2 separate regions of the Sus scrofa genome follow, and region 1 is linked to region 2. The links are chromatin contacts, called in public promoter capture Hi-C maps. All regions are on one chromosome and are shown on one strand. Each heading gives the region's core, a stretch centred on a gene start, on an enhancer-like site or on the middle of the called end of the contact. The rest is flanking DNA. Distances are from core to core; before and after follow the strand shown.

What was found. Promoter capture Hi-C pulls out the DNA fragments that hold promoters and counts their contacts.
Region 1: a contact with region 2 is called in a promoter capture Hi-C map of liver, with 4 times the contacts expected there. The contact joins the promoter of G3BP1 here to the promoter of FAM114A2 in region 2. A contact is called at or near these places in 1 of 5 promoter capture datasets (liver) and 1 of 2 datasets of contacts at active chromatin or transcription factors (skeletal muscle).

Annotation. Positions count from the first base shown.
Region 1 is chr16:71,273,011-71,279,770 of Sscrofa11.1, reverse strand. It overlaps G3BP1 (G3BP stress granule assembly factor 1), which reads left to right and starts at 3,687. Exons shown (of 12, transcript NM_001205405.1): 1 at 3,687-3,817. LOC100514500 reads right to left here and starts at 3,042. Exons shown (of 2, transcript XR_002339616.1): 1 at 2,920-3,042.
Region 2 is chr16:69,117,501-69,123,858 of Sscrofa11.1, reverse strand. It overlaps FAM114A2 (protein FAM114A2), which reads right to left and starts at 2,344. Exons shown (of 14, transcript XM_013984903.2): 1 at 2,254-2,344. MFAP3 (microfibril-associated glycoprotein 3) reads left to right here and starts at 2,306. Exons shown (of 4, transcript XR_001301941.2): 1 at 2,306-2,387.

The sequences.
Region 1 (6,760 bases), core at 2,438-4,937, 2.2 Mb before region 2:
CTCATGGTTCCCAGTCAGATTCGTTTCCACTGTGTCACAACAGGAACTCTGGGAATCTCTAAATTTTAACATAGAAATCAGTTTTGTTTTTTTCCTTTTTAAATAAATGGGAATTCACTGTATGTTTTGTTCAACTTGATATTTCTTCAGTTAACAATCCAATTAAAAATGGGAGACTGGGAGTTCTTGGTAACCACCTGGCTCAGTGGTAACAAACCCGAACAGTATCCATGACTTGGGTTCAATCCACGGCCATGCTCAGTGGGTTAAAGATCTGGCGTTGCTACATGCTGTGGTGTAAGTTGCAGACTGGACTCGGATCCCACGTTGCTGTGGCTGTGGTGTAGGCTGACAGCTGCAGCTCCAATTTGACCCCTACCTAGGAACTTCCATATGTCATGGGTGTGGTCCTAAAGAGACCCCCCCAAAAAAACCCCGCGAACAATCAAATAAACAAAAAAACTGGAGACCAGCTTCATAGCTATATAGTTCACTTTTTCGCCCCCTATGGCCACACCTGTGGCATATGGATGTTCCCAGGCTAGGGGTCAAATCGAAACTGCAGCTGAGGCCTATACCACAGCCATAGCAATGGCGCATCGGAGCTGCATCTGTGACTCGTGGGTGGCAATGCCTTATCCTTAACCTGCATCCTCATGGGCACTATGTCAGGTTCTTAACCCACAAAGCCACAACAGGAACTCCATTTTTTTTTTGGCTTTTCTAGGGCTGCACTTGCAGCATATGGAGGTTCCCATGCTAGGGGTCTAACCGGAGCTGTAGCCTCTGGTCTACGCCAGAGCCACAGCAACTCGGGATCTTCGACCTACACCACAGCTCATGGCAACACTGGATCCTTAACCCACTGATCGAGGCCAGGGATCAAACCCGCAACCTCATGGTTCCTAGTCGGATTCATTAACCACTGAGTCACAACGGGACTCTGGAACTCCTCTCTTTTATATTTTTATTTATTTTTTATTCCTTGGCCACACCTGCAGCATTTGGAAGTTTCCAGGCCAGGGCTGGAAACCTACACCACAGTAGCTATCCAAGACACTGCAGGCAATGCTGGACCTTTAACCTGCTGTGCCAGGAGAGAACTCCTATCTTGCTCTCCTTCAAAATGCTACATAATATTCTATATTGTCGGCATGTCACTGATTAATCTGTTTGCAAACTGATAAGCAACTACATTTTCAGTTTCTAAATATCCTAACAAAGCTGACAGTGCGTATAATGAACACTCTAGAAATGTGTCTATTTTGCAAGAAGGGTGGTATAGACAATTTTATCTTTTTTTTTTTAGGGCTGCACCTGTGGCATATGGAGGTTCCCAGGATAGGGGTCAAATTGAGGCTGTAGCTGTGGCCTACACCACAGCCATGGCAACACCAGATCCAAGCCTCGTCTGCGACCTACATAACTCAAGGTACCACTAGATTCTTTACTCACTGATTGAGGCCAAGGATTGAACCTGCGTCCTCATGAATGCTAGTCAGATTCATTTCCGATGAGCCATGACTCGAACGCCCACATACACAATTTTAACAGATTGCCAAAGAGCCTTACAAAAACAGCTATATCATTTAAAATTCCCTCCAAATGTGATTAAGAATAGCCCAATCACAGGCTGCCTGGGTTAAATAACCTCATCTGTGAATTCCAAGATTCACAGCCAGTCTGCTCTGATTAGCAGTTCAGTTTGTAAAGTTGTCTTGAAAACTGCGAATGTCAGAGTTCCTGTTGTGGTGCAGCAGAAACGAATCCAACTAGTATCTCTAAGGATGTGGGTTCGATCCCTGGCCTTGCTCAGTGAGGAGCCTGCATTGCCATGAGCTGTGGTGCAGGTCGCAGACATGGCTCGGATCTGGTGTTGCTGCGGCTGTGCTGTAGGTCAGCAGCTATAGCTCTGATTTGACCCCTAGCCTGGGAACTTCCATATGCTGGGGGGGGGGGCCTAAAAAAAAAAAAAAAACCTGCAAATGTCCTCGTCCACCTTTTAAGAAATCTTTCACGGGCTCCTCATCTCCCTCCGAGTAAAGTCCAAATTCCTTAGTAAGGCTAACGAGATCCTGGAGGTTCCTTAAATCAGAAAACCTGTGGCGGATCCTCTCCTCTGAGCCGAGATCCCTTCCTTGCCCCCAAAGTCCCATATGCCCCTTCCCCAGTTTCCCCGAGCTCGCGGAGGAGCTTCCAGGCCCTGGTTTGTTCAATGGGTGGCAGCAAGCAGGGTCAGCAGCATCTTGATCATCCCTGACCCCAGCCCCTGGAGTTCATTAAGTGCTGAATGAGAGAGGCTGATGCAGGAGTGGGGCTTGGGGGGCGGGGGGCAGAGGGACGCTCCCATTTAGCTTCTGGGGCTGCACCCCGACCCCACCAGGCTGCCTCCCCTGTCCTTTCGCCCCCAGCAGAGGCTCCACGTGCATTATTTCCAAATTTACAAAATTTTGAGACCCTCCCCAGGACCACGTGCCTGCAAAGGAGACTCAAACGAGGCGTGTCTCTGTATTTCCATGTGAAATGCTCAGGGTGACCAATAGAGGGCCTAACAAAAGGCTAGAAGACGTGGACAGGACCGGGCTGGAGCGTCACTTAGCCTCTGGTGTTTTAGGGACGCTTTGGGGTGTCCATAGGAGTTTGACAAACTACCTTTTCAAGATGTAACGACTACAAGAAATAAGGCCCCACACCTAGGGCAACTGGAAATGGGAATGACAATGGTGGTGACGCACAGGATGTTACAGGAAGGGCCAAGCTGCCGGGAGAATGAACAAACTCTTGTTCCTCGGTCAACACCCACTAGCCGACCTGCAGCAGCACTTGCCCAGAAGGGCAGAGTAGAAACGAGTGTCCTCAAAGTCAACAGTTTTCACGTGCGACCTTTTTACAAGCCCTTAGGTACACAACGGGAGTTACCTTCTCCTCTGGCTTTCCTTGAACGGTTGTCCAGTAATAGTGCTGACTAATGCTGAGAACCAGCAAGTGCCCTTAGGCGGCCGCGTGGAAATAAAAAAGTTGGCATAAGAGGAAAAAAATAAAATAAAGCAACGGGAAACTTCACCATCTGGTTCGGCTGGTACCAAATTGTGCGGGAAAAGCGGGAGAAGGGGGCCTCAGGGACCGCACCCAACAAGTGAAGAAAGGAAAGGGAAAAGGACAGAAGCCGGGGCCAAGAAAGCCTCAGAACCTCCCCAGAAGGCAAGGCGGCCCCCGGGGCTCAGCCTCCTCGGTACCGTTCAACCCCGGCGTCAATCACCTCTTTTCCGCGCTGCGATTGGGCCGGGGCCCCCCAGCCACCCTGGCGCCCACCTCCTAGTTGCTTGGGGTTTACTTCCCCAAAGTACAAGGGCCCCACCTTGTGGATCAACCGCTCCTGCATGGAAAACGGATCTCCGCCCAGGGGAAGACGTTTTAACGAATGGGAACGGCTGCACGCACTTATTGGCTACCGTGGATATCGGTCAAAGAAGTTCCCAGCCCCTTCCCCACCGTACCTTTCCGTTATTGGTCTCTCTCAGTGCCAATCCGTCACTAGGGAAACGAGATCCTTACAGGCTCATAGGCAAAAGTCAAAGCCAATCAAGAGCCACGCCTTCATCCTGAGTCAGTACCCAATTGCTGCGCGAAGAGCTCAGAGGACGCCGTCGGGATTGGCCACTAGCCTGCCCGACTTGGCCGCAACAAGTTAGTCTGAGTCTCGGTTATATAGCCCGGCGACGGAGCACGCGTGTGTGCGGACGCAGTTGCGTGAAGGGTATTTGCCTTTTGCCTTGCGGTGGAGCAGAGCTTGTTCCTCTCCCGTTCAGCCGTGCAGGTACGGCAGGGTGTGGGCGGGGCTGGACCGGTAGGAGGGCGAGCTGGGGCAGAGGTGAGAGGGAGACGTCCGAACGGCGACTGTGCGAGCTCCCCCTCCCCACCTCCGCCCCAACGGCCGCAGGCGCGCGCGGCAGGCGCACGGGCGCGCAGGAGCTCTCCGCCCCCCGCCCCCACCGGCCGGCGCGCGTGGCCGTGTCCGCGTTCGCGGCGTGCGCGTGCCGCGCCCAACGGCCACGCGGGGCGAGAGCGAGCCGCAGCCGCCGCCCGAGCCCCAGAGTGCTCTCGAGGGCCTGGGGCCCCGCGCGGCGAGCTCGCCAGCTTTTCCCGCCCGCACCCCCACGCGCCATCCGAGTCCTTTCCTGGCTGTAGCTCCAGCTTAATCCCAGACCAGAGAAGGCTTTTATGGGGGGGGGGGGGCACGAAAGTGCGATGAGAATTTCTGGACTCGGGAAGCAGAAGTGCTGCCCCCCAAGCTTTTACAGCGAGTGAAGGGTAAGCAGCGACTTCGTGGATGTCGAATGATGATAGTACTAACTACTCATCTTCTAAGCCCTCCCTCTGTGCCAGGCACAGTCGTGCGCACCTTGTGTGTTTCCCCTTTAGTCCCGCAATGTCCCGATGAGGTAGGTACCATGATTTTCTAATGTTTACAGCGGATTCGAAGGCCCAGCGGTGGAGTGACACGGTCGAACACAGATCGTTAGGGACAGGAATTTGAACGCAGGCCACCTGACTCCTCGTCCCCCAAGTCTATTGTAGTCTTTGTTGCAGCGCCGTGTGCGGCTCCAGGGCACCTTTGCCCCCAGAGCACTAGTCCCTGGGGACAGTACCAGCCTCGGAAGGTCGACTGCAGCGGCATTTGTAGTTGGGCCAGTTGTGGGCTTCCAGGGAGACAAGGGTTGGGCGTGGGTCTGTGACCAAGGAAGAGAAAGGGTTTGGGCCTCCTTGCGACAGGTTTTCCTACAGGTGGCTGACGGACGTGCTGCCTTAAAAGCTTCTGGGGAAACGACAGAATAAAATGACTAAGTGCAACTGAACCTGGACAGTGTGCTGTCAGATTTGAAACGTAGTAGGCTGACGATGGGAAATTCCCACCAGCAGGAAGTTAGGCCTTGATATCTTGAATCTTTGCTTCATTTTTTAATTGGGGCAGACTTTCGAGAAAGACCTTGGAGAAGATTGTTTGACTTCCTCGTTTTATAGTCGAGGAAAATGAGGTTGCACTTTGAGGCGTTTCAGATCTAGCCAGCATGTGTAAGTTAAAATTTGAAATTGGAATGGAAACCTTGGTGCCCAGTTAGAGTATACATTTGACCTCTGTGGAGCCTAAGCTCGGTGCGTTAGGGGTGATAGCTCTTGGAATTGGAAATCTTACCCTTAAGGCGGTTGGGATCTTCTGTGGATGAAAGTCTGTCTATTTAGCATTGTTGCATGTGCTCCTGTTACATGCAAATGTAGAAGGTACCTTCAAAGACTTGTGTTTAAGTATTTCTAGTAGAGTTATATTTCTTTAGGCTAGTGTATTAAGGTAAAAGTAATAAATGTTCCTGTGTTGCAGGTTCGAATCATTACTTTGCATCACAAATGGCTACTTGAGCTAAAGCTGCAATAAAACTGGGGGGGCTAGCTTTTCTGAATACTTTTTATTGGGGTGGCTTTCAATTTTTTTTCTCTTTATTGTAAAGAAATTTATTCTGTGTGTGCAGACACTTTTTAGGATTAGTTTTTAAGATTTTTTTTTTGCAGCCAGAGGAAACATAATTTTTAGATCCTTGTAGGAAATTAAAAAGCTAAGAGGAAGCTTATTATTTTTAAGTATTTCCATTTAACAAGTAATTTCCATATTTCTTAAAAGAAAGTAACAGTAGGATAAAGGACCAAAATATTATAAAGACAAGTTCTTTGTTGGGGTTGTCATGAATAACAGGTAGCTTTAGATTATAACATTGTTTTCCTTGGAGCTTGCCTTCCTGTAGCAATTCCAGTTACCTGCATTTAGACACCAGTTAACTATTGAATTAGCATTTTAAGTTACTAAATGTTATAACATTGTGATGACATACATTGAACTGTTAGGTTTGAGTTCAGCTAGTTATTTCTGGAGGCAAAATATGTCAGAAAGTTCTTTATGCATTAATTGAGGGAAATTTTTGATAGTTTCCCATTCAGATGTTTAAAAAAATACTGTTTTTGACTTTGGGCAAATGGTTATCAGTTGGGCAGGAATATGAAAACTGGTAATTCACAGATGGATAGGCCAGTTGACCTCTTGTGCATTCATTTGTCAGGAACGAATGAATTGAAGCAGATTGTGATTAATATAAAATTTGTCTACCTTCCTGCCTCCCAGCCAAGCTAGAGGTTTTATTGCTAAATCCTTTGAATTTGAGCTTTTGTACCTCTTCTGACTGGTAGAAAAGTAGGCAATTCTTTGTTCTTTATTTAACTCACTCTGCTTTGCTGTTCTCAGCTGACAGTGTGCTAAGGGAACATCAGGAGATTTGGTAATGTTTGTTGGTGACCTACTTTGCAGTTTTTTTTGTGATTTTATTGGTTTTAGCACTTTGCATAGAAGTAAAAGGCAGAGGTTAGTTTTACGTTTTTATAGGTTCATGAATCGAATATGGTTCTTAGGATGGATGGAATAGTGTTAAAAGATGAAATTTGGTATAAAGCCTGAATGTGTGACCTAAACCAATTTTTCTTTTTGTTGGTTTAATAAAATTACCCGCTTGATAATTCAACATTTTGCAGTGGAATTTGTTTTTTTAAAATATTTTGGAATTCAAGAATGTATATTCATTTAATTGTGCTTTAAGCCCGCCTTGTGCAGAATTAACTGACTTTACAAAGGGAGCTGATGGTTAAAGTAGGTAGATAAGGAAACACCCCCCTCACTCCCCCAGTCAGTTTTTAATAGCTAGTGGGAAGAGCCTTTAGT
Region 2 (6,358 bases), core at 1,095-3,594:
CCAGGTAGGGATCAAATTTGCACCTCCTCAGCAACCTGAGCCTCTGCAGCCAGATTCCTAACCCACTGTGTCATAGCTGGGAACTCCCAGAGCAGCTTTTAAAAAGCAATGGTAACCAATTTAATTCCTTCCAGAAGCTCAGCTCTTTGGCAATTAAAGCCAAATAATGTTGGACTTTTTACAAAGAGCAGGTGCTGGTTTCCAGATAACCAAATATTACCAGGGGAGAAATAAATGTATCTCAGACATACATACACACACACAGACCTTGGATATAAACAAGCACATTATTTTGTTCCAATATTTATGTAATAAAGTATATAATTAGACCCAATGCATCAGTGTCATCAAAATGTTTCTAATATACTAAAAAGACATATTAGTAACTAACTGGAAGTAGCACTATAATTGAGGTACACCCAAACTGTTAAAAGAACAGAGAGCAAGGAAAAGTATGCCAGGATCAAAAGAGAACATCCATGGATTTTTCATATCTGAAAAAAAGCACAAAATAGTGACCACAAACTGGGATTGTGAGTCCCAAATCAGGCATACAGATGTTTTCATTTCGCCTGCATAGTGTTTAGACTTTTTTTATTTTATTTTTTTGGTCTTTTTGTCTTTTTAGGGACGAACCAGTAGCATATGGAGGTTCCCAGGCTAGGGGTCGAATCGGAGCTACAGCTGCTAGCCACAGCCACAGCAACACAGGCTCCAAGCTGCATCTGCAAACTACACCTCAGGTCATGGCAACGCCAGATCCTTAACCCACTATGCAAAGCCAAGGATCGAACCTGCATCCTCGTGGATACTAGCCAGATTCATTTCCACTGAGCCACAACGGGAACTCCTAAATTTTTTTTAATACTAACTGCTAACATTTAAAAATGAAACTTTGTATACAAATAGATATTTCTAACTTACACTGTAAAACTGAAAGATCTGCCAACAACCGGCCCACATCTGACTTACTGACTAGCTCATGCCAAATAGTTGCTGATATCTTTTAGATAGGGTAGTGCTCTCTAGTTCCTCATAATCGGCACCCAAATCCACCTGACTCATTTAGGTTACCTGATTACCCCCCATGGGCATCTGAACATGCAACACCTGCCTTAAAAGGGCACTTAGGATTTTGACAGATGAAGATGTCAGTGAGAGAATTCAAGGGTGTGGAAACAACACATAAGGAAAGCTCAAAGGTCTGGTATGACAACGTGGAATACAGACAGATGCCAAGAGTAGTTAATACAGCAGGAAAAATAATGGGAAAGCATAAGGAAGAAAAGCAGATTTATATAACATCATGGATCCTAGTTATCAAACCATACATCGTATACATACATTATACATTTTCAAAACACATAGGAAAAAAATAATCTGGACACAACTACTTACAGACATACAAAACAACTCTGAAATATTCATTCATTTACTTGCAAACATTTTTTGAGTACCTGTTATATGCCAAGCTCTGGAGACTGAAAGCTAATTTTAAACAATTTCTGCCCCATTTATTCCAGAGGCCTAATAGGAAAGACTACACAGTGCTTGCACAAAATTCAATCCACTTCTTGTGTAGCTGAGTAAATACACACTTTTAAAAAGTTACCTTTTGGCTCTCCTTACACTCTCCAAGCTACAACACATAACAAGAAACCATATAGAGAATACGTTATATATAATAAATAACATAAAGGGCTCTGTGGTTAGGCTGACTTTCTCCCAACTCTGTACTGCACTGACTCGGGAAAGTTCGTTCACCTATCTGCGCCTCTCGTGTTCTTATCTGTAAAATGGTGCGAGTAATACCACTTGCCAAGGCTCCGAGAAAGACGAAACTGAATGTGTGAGGGGTTCGGAACAGAGCCTGGCACAAAAACGCTCACGGGTAACAGCCGCCGTTAGTACGTGGTGGTTGTGCGGATCATTACTATCGTTATTAACCACGATTTGTCTCTAGACGAACAAAATTCGCTCTGCCTTCTTCCCAATTACAAGAACAGGTGCCAAACGGAGATCTAGAGTAAAGCTCCGCTCCTAACTTCTCCGACTTAAGAATTCCTGACGAGAACTCCCCACACAAGCGTTGCGCTTCAATAACCAAGGCGCTTCCGCAGCCTCAGCGCCCACCGCGAGGCGCCCGCCTCCCAGCCCCAGGCCTCTCCCTCCCCTTCTCCGGCGACCCCTGAACCCCACACTCCGCCAGCCTCCTCCCGCGAAGCCCCACACGCAACCCGCCGCTTCCCTCACCGTTGCCACAGCTGCCGAGGGGCCGCTCCTAGTGCCCCGGAAGTCCTCCTTCAGTGAGGAGACGGCCTCGCCTACCCGAGAGAACTTCCGGGTCAAGCAGCCTCTCGGGCCGGAAGAAGCTCCGCACCCGTCTGGTGAGTGAGGGCTCGTTCGGGGTCACTGCTGGGGAGCTCCTGGGCGTGCCGAGGCGTGGGTTTGAACCTATGGGACGGGGTACGACGTGAAGGATGCTGGGGTATCGCTGCCCTTTTTAAGCCTGGCCTACAAGCGTTCGGCCATCGTATGTTTACTGAGTTCCTCTTCAGGCACCACTCTGGACGCTTGTGATACCCTGGTTTACGAGCGACTATAGCCTTGCTCGCAAGTAGTTGACGTCCTAGTGGAGGAGGCCTTCCATAAGCAAGTCGGCAAACATGATTATCTAGGATGATAGTGAATGCTTTAAAGAAAATGAAACAGGATAAAGTGACGAAACGAAGCGAAGGAGTAAACCTAATGAAGATTTGCAGAAGAGTCTAAGAGGCAGAAGGAATAGCGAGTGCAAAGCCCGTATAGTGGAAACAAACTGAGCCAGGTCAAGGAAAAGGAAAAAGGCTACTGAGAGTGGAGCGAAAAGAGGAAGGTGAGACCGGAGACTTAAAGTGGCCAAATCTTGTAGGGTCTACGAACCAGCATAAGGATTTTGACTTTTTGGAAAGCAGTGGAAAAGCATTGAAGGTTTCTGTGCAGAAAAGTGACATGTTCAGATTTATGACTTTAAACCACTCCTGACCCCTCTTCAGAAAGATGTATTTCTTCAGTTGCCCTTGAGCAGGGAGAATGCATGAAACCCAAACTGACAGCCAGAACCTCACTGGGGGTGCCTTCATTATACAGATGTGAAAAACTGAGTCCCAGAGAGGTGAAAGGACCTGGCCTTTTAAGAACTCAAGTCTTCCAACTCGATTTAATGCTTTCAGAATTATCGTTTTAATGTCTGTATATAATAATTGTCACTTCCTAAAACCCTTTGGGTTGTTTGCTTTGCTTCCAATGGTGTCTTTTTAAATATAGGGCCATCATTATCACCTGGGAGCATGTTAAAAATACCTATTCCAAAAAACCCAAAAACATTAAGTATAAAGTAGGTGTTTTTCTCTGGTTTTCTATTGTAATGGAAAATGCATAGAATTGGGGGTTCAAGAGTTGAATCTCGGGAGTTCCCTTCATGGCTCAGCAGTTAATGAGCCTGACTAGGATCCGTGAGGATGTTGGTTAGATCCCTGGCTTCACTCAGTGGGTTAAGGATCCAGCATTGCCGTGAGCTGTGCTGTAGGTCACAGACGTAGCTCGGATTTCACGTGACTGTGGCTGTGGTGTAGGCTGGCAGCTATAGCTCTGATTTGAACCCTAGCCTGGGAACTTCCCTGTGCCGCTAGTGCCGCTCTAAAAAGCAAGGGGCAGGGGAGAAGAATTGAATCTCAGTAAGCCACTTTACTACGTCTTAACCTTATCTTTAAAATACTGCTGATAATATAGCAAAAAAAAGTTCAAACTTTTTGGTCTTAGGATTCTTTGACTCTTGTAAAATTTATTTAGAATGTCAAAGAGGTTTTGCATAGCTTCAGTCATCAGTATGCCATTTTAGATATCAAAACAACTTTCAAAAAAGTTATTAATGTATTTTAAATGATGAATGAATTACATGTTAACATAAGTAGCACTTCTATGAAGAATATTTTCCCGGAGTTCCCATCGTGGCACAGTGGTTAAGGAATCTGACCAGGAACCATGAGGTCTCGCGTTTCATCCCTGGCCTTGCTCAGTGGGTTAAGGATCCGGCGTTGCCGTGAGTTGTGGAGTAGGTCGTGTAGGTTAGCGTCTACAGCTCCAATTAGACCCCTAGCCTGGGAACCTCCATGTGCTGTGGGAAGCAGCCCTAGAAAAGGCAAAAAAAGAAAAAGAATATTTTCCCCAAAAAAGTTATTGACCAGAACAGCATTGTTTTACATTTTTACAAGTTTCTTTAATATCTGGCTTATTAGAACATAGTTAGATTCTCATGTCTCCTGCATTCATTCTCTTGTGATATTCATTATGTAGCCTCCAGAAACCTGCACCATATTGTGGAAGAGTGAAAAAGGCAAACAGTATTCTAGTTTTATTATGAAAATCCTTTTGAAAAAGTCTCCCAGACCCCCAGAGGTTCCTATACACACTAAGAATCACTGAATTACAATATGGTTATAACAGTCAAAAGATATATAGGCTTCGTTTGTAGGTCATTAAAACTGCATTCAGGAGTTCCTATCATGGCTCAGCAGAAACAAATCTAATATCCATGAAGATGCAGGTTCAATCCCTGGCCTCACTCAGTGGATTAAGGATCCAGCGTTGTGGTGAGATGTGTAGGTTGCAGAGGCGGCTTGGATCTGGCGTTGCTGTGGCTGTGGTGTAAGCCAGCAGCCATAGCTCTGATCCAGTTCAACCGCTAGCTTGGGAATCTCCATATACCAAAAGTATGGCCCTAAAAAGGAAAAAAAAAAAAAAAAAAAAGCACATTAAAAACGCAGATGGCCAGACCTCACCCTTAGAGTTGCCAAATCAGTAAGTCTGAGTGGGACCAAGAAACCGCCTTTAACAAGCACCACAGATTAAGTGGTCAGAAAAAATGAAGTTTGAGAAAATCAGTTATAGGTAAAATTCACTCTAGAGTGTTCTGTCCACTAAAATTTGGAAAGGTCTGTTTCCACGTTGTCGTATTTCTCCCTTAACAATTTCTAGAGCCTGAGACTGAGAAGTTAGTGAGAAATTTGTAGCAGGTATCTTTCTGGCTACCACATTAATGAGTATCTGAATTCAGTGTTACCTCCAACCCTCTGCCAAGGACTGAGTTTTTTAAGACTCTCATCGGTAAGCTAACAGTCTTTTGGATAGGTAGATAGCTGATAAAAGTAAACTGAAGTTTTAACAATCACGTCGTCTCTGTGTGCCAGGGGACAGGACAAAAGAAATTAATCTGACATTAAGACGGTAGAGGCGAGAGCTTAAATGTGAAGGCTTCTTGAATAAGGTTAAAGGCAAGTTGAATATTGTAGAGAAGGTCAGGTTTCCACCAGACGGTTGGTGGAGAGAGCAGGAAGTTTTGAGCAGAGGGAAAGACCAGGACCCGAACTTTAAAGTGAAGAGTTATTTGGAGAAAATAGAGAGTAAAATAAGCTTTGAACCATGACGGGGAAGCTGGGAACATTACAGAATTTAAGCAAAGATAGGAATTGTAATCAGCTTGTAGATAAGGAAACTAAGACCACGAGAGATCATAGCTAGTTAGTTACAGAGGTATAACTAAAGACCAAATTTGACTTCTAAATCTTTTCATTCTTTTAGCAAGCAATTAGTGTGCATGTAGCCACAGCTAGACTCCATCGCCAGCTGCATCTCTTCTGCCACCTGAATCTAATTCCTGGAGAAATATGGATACCATAGAATTTGAAGTTTATCTCATGGGTAGTGGAAAATAGCCAATAGATTTTTTTTTTTTTTTTTTGGTGTTTTTGCCTTTTCTAGGGCCACTCTCACAGCATATGGAGATTCCCAGGCTAGGGGTCCAATCAGAGCTATAGCCGCCAGCCTACGCCAGAGCCACAGCAACACAGGATCCGAGCCACATCTGCAACCTACACCACAGCTCATGGCAACACCAGATCCCCAACCCACTGAGCAAGGCTAGGGATCGAACCCAAAACCTCATGGTTCCTAGTCGGATTTGTTAACCACTGCGCCACAATGGGAACTCGATCATGTTTTTTGTTTTTTGTGGGTTTTTTTGTCGATTTTATTTTATTTTATTCATTTTTTGTCTTTTAGGGCCATGCCCATGTCTTATGGAAGTTCCCAGGCTAGGGGTCAAATCAGAGCTCCAGCTGCTAGCCTACACCACAGCCACAGCAGTGCAGCATCTGAGCCACATCTGTGAACTCACCACAGCTTATGGCAACGCCGGATCCTTAACCCACTGTGTGAGGCCAGGGATAGAACTCGCATCCTCATGGATACTAGTCGGTTTCGTTACCTCTGAGCCACAGTGGGAACTCCTAACCAGTAGATTCTAAAATTGCCTTGACTT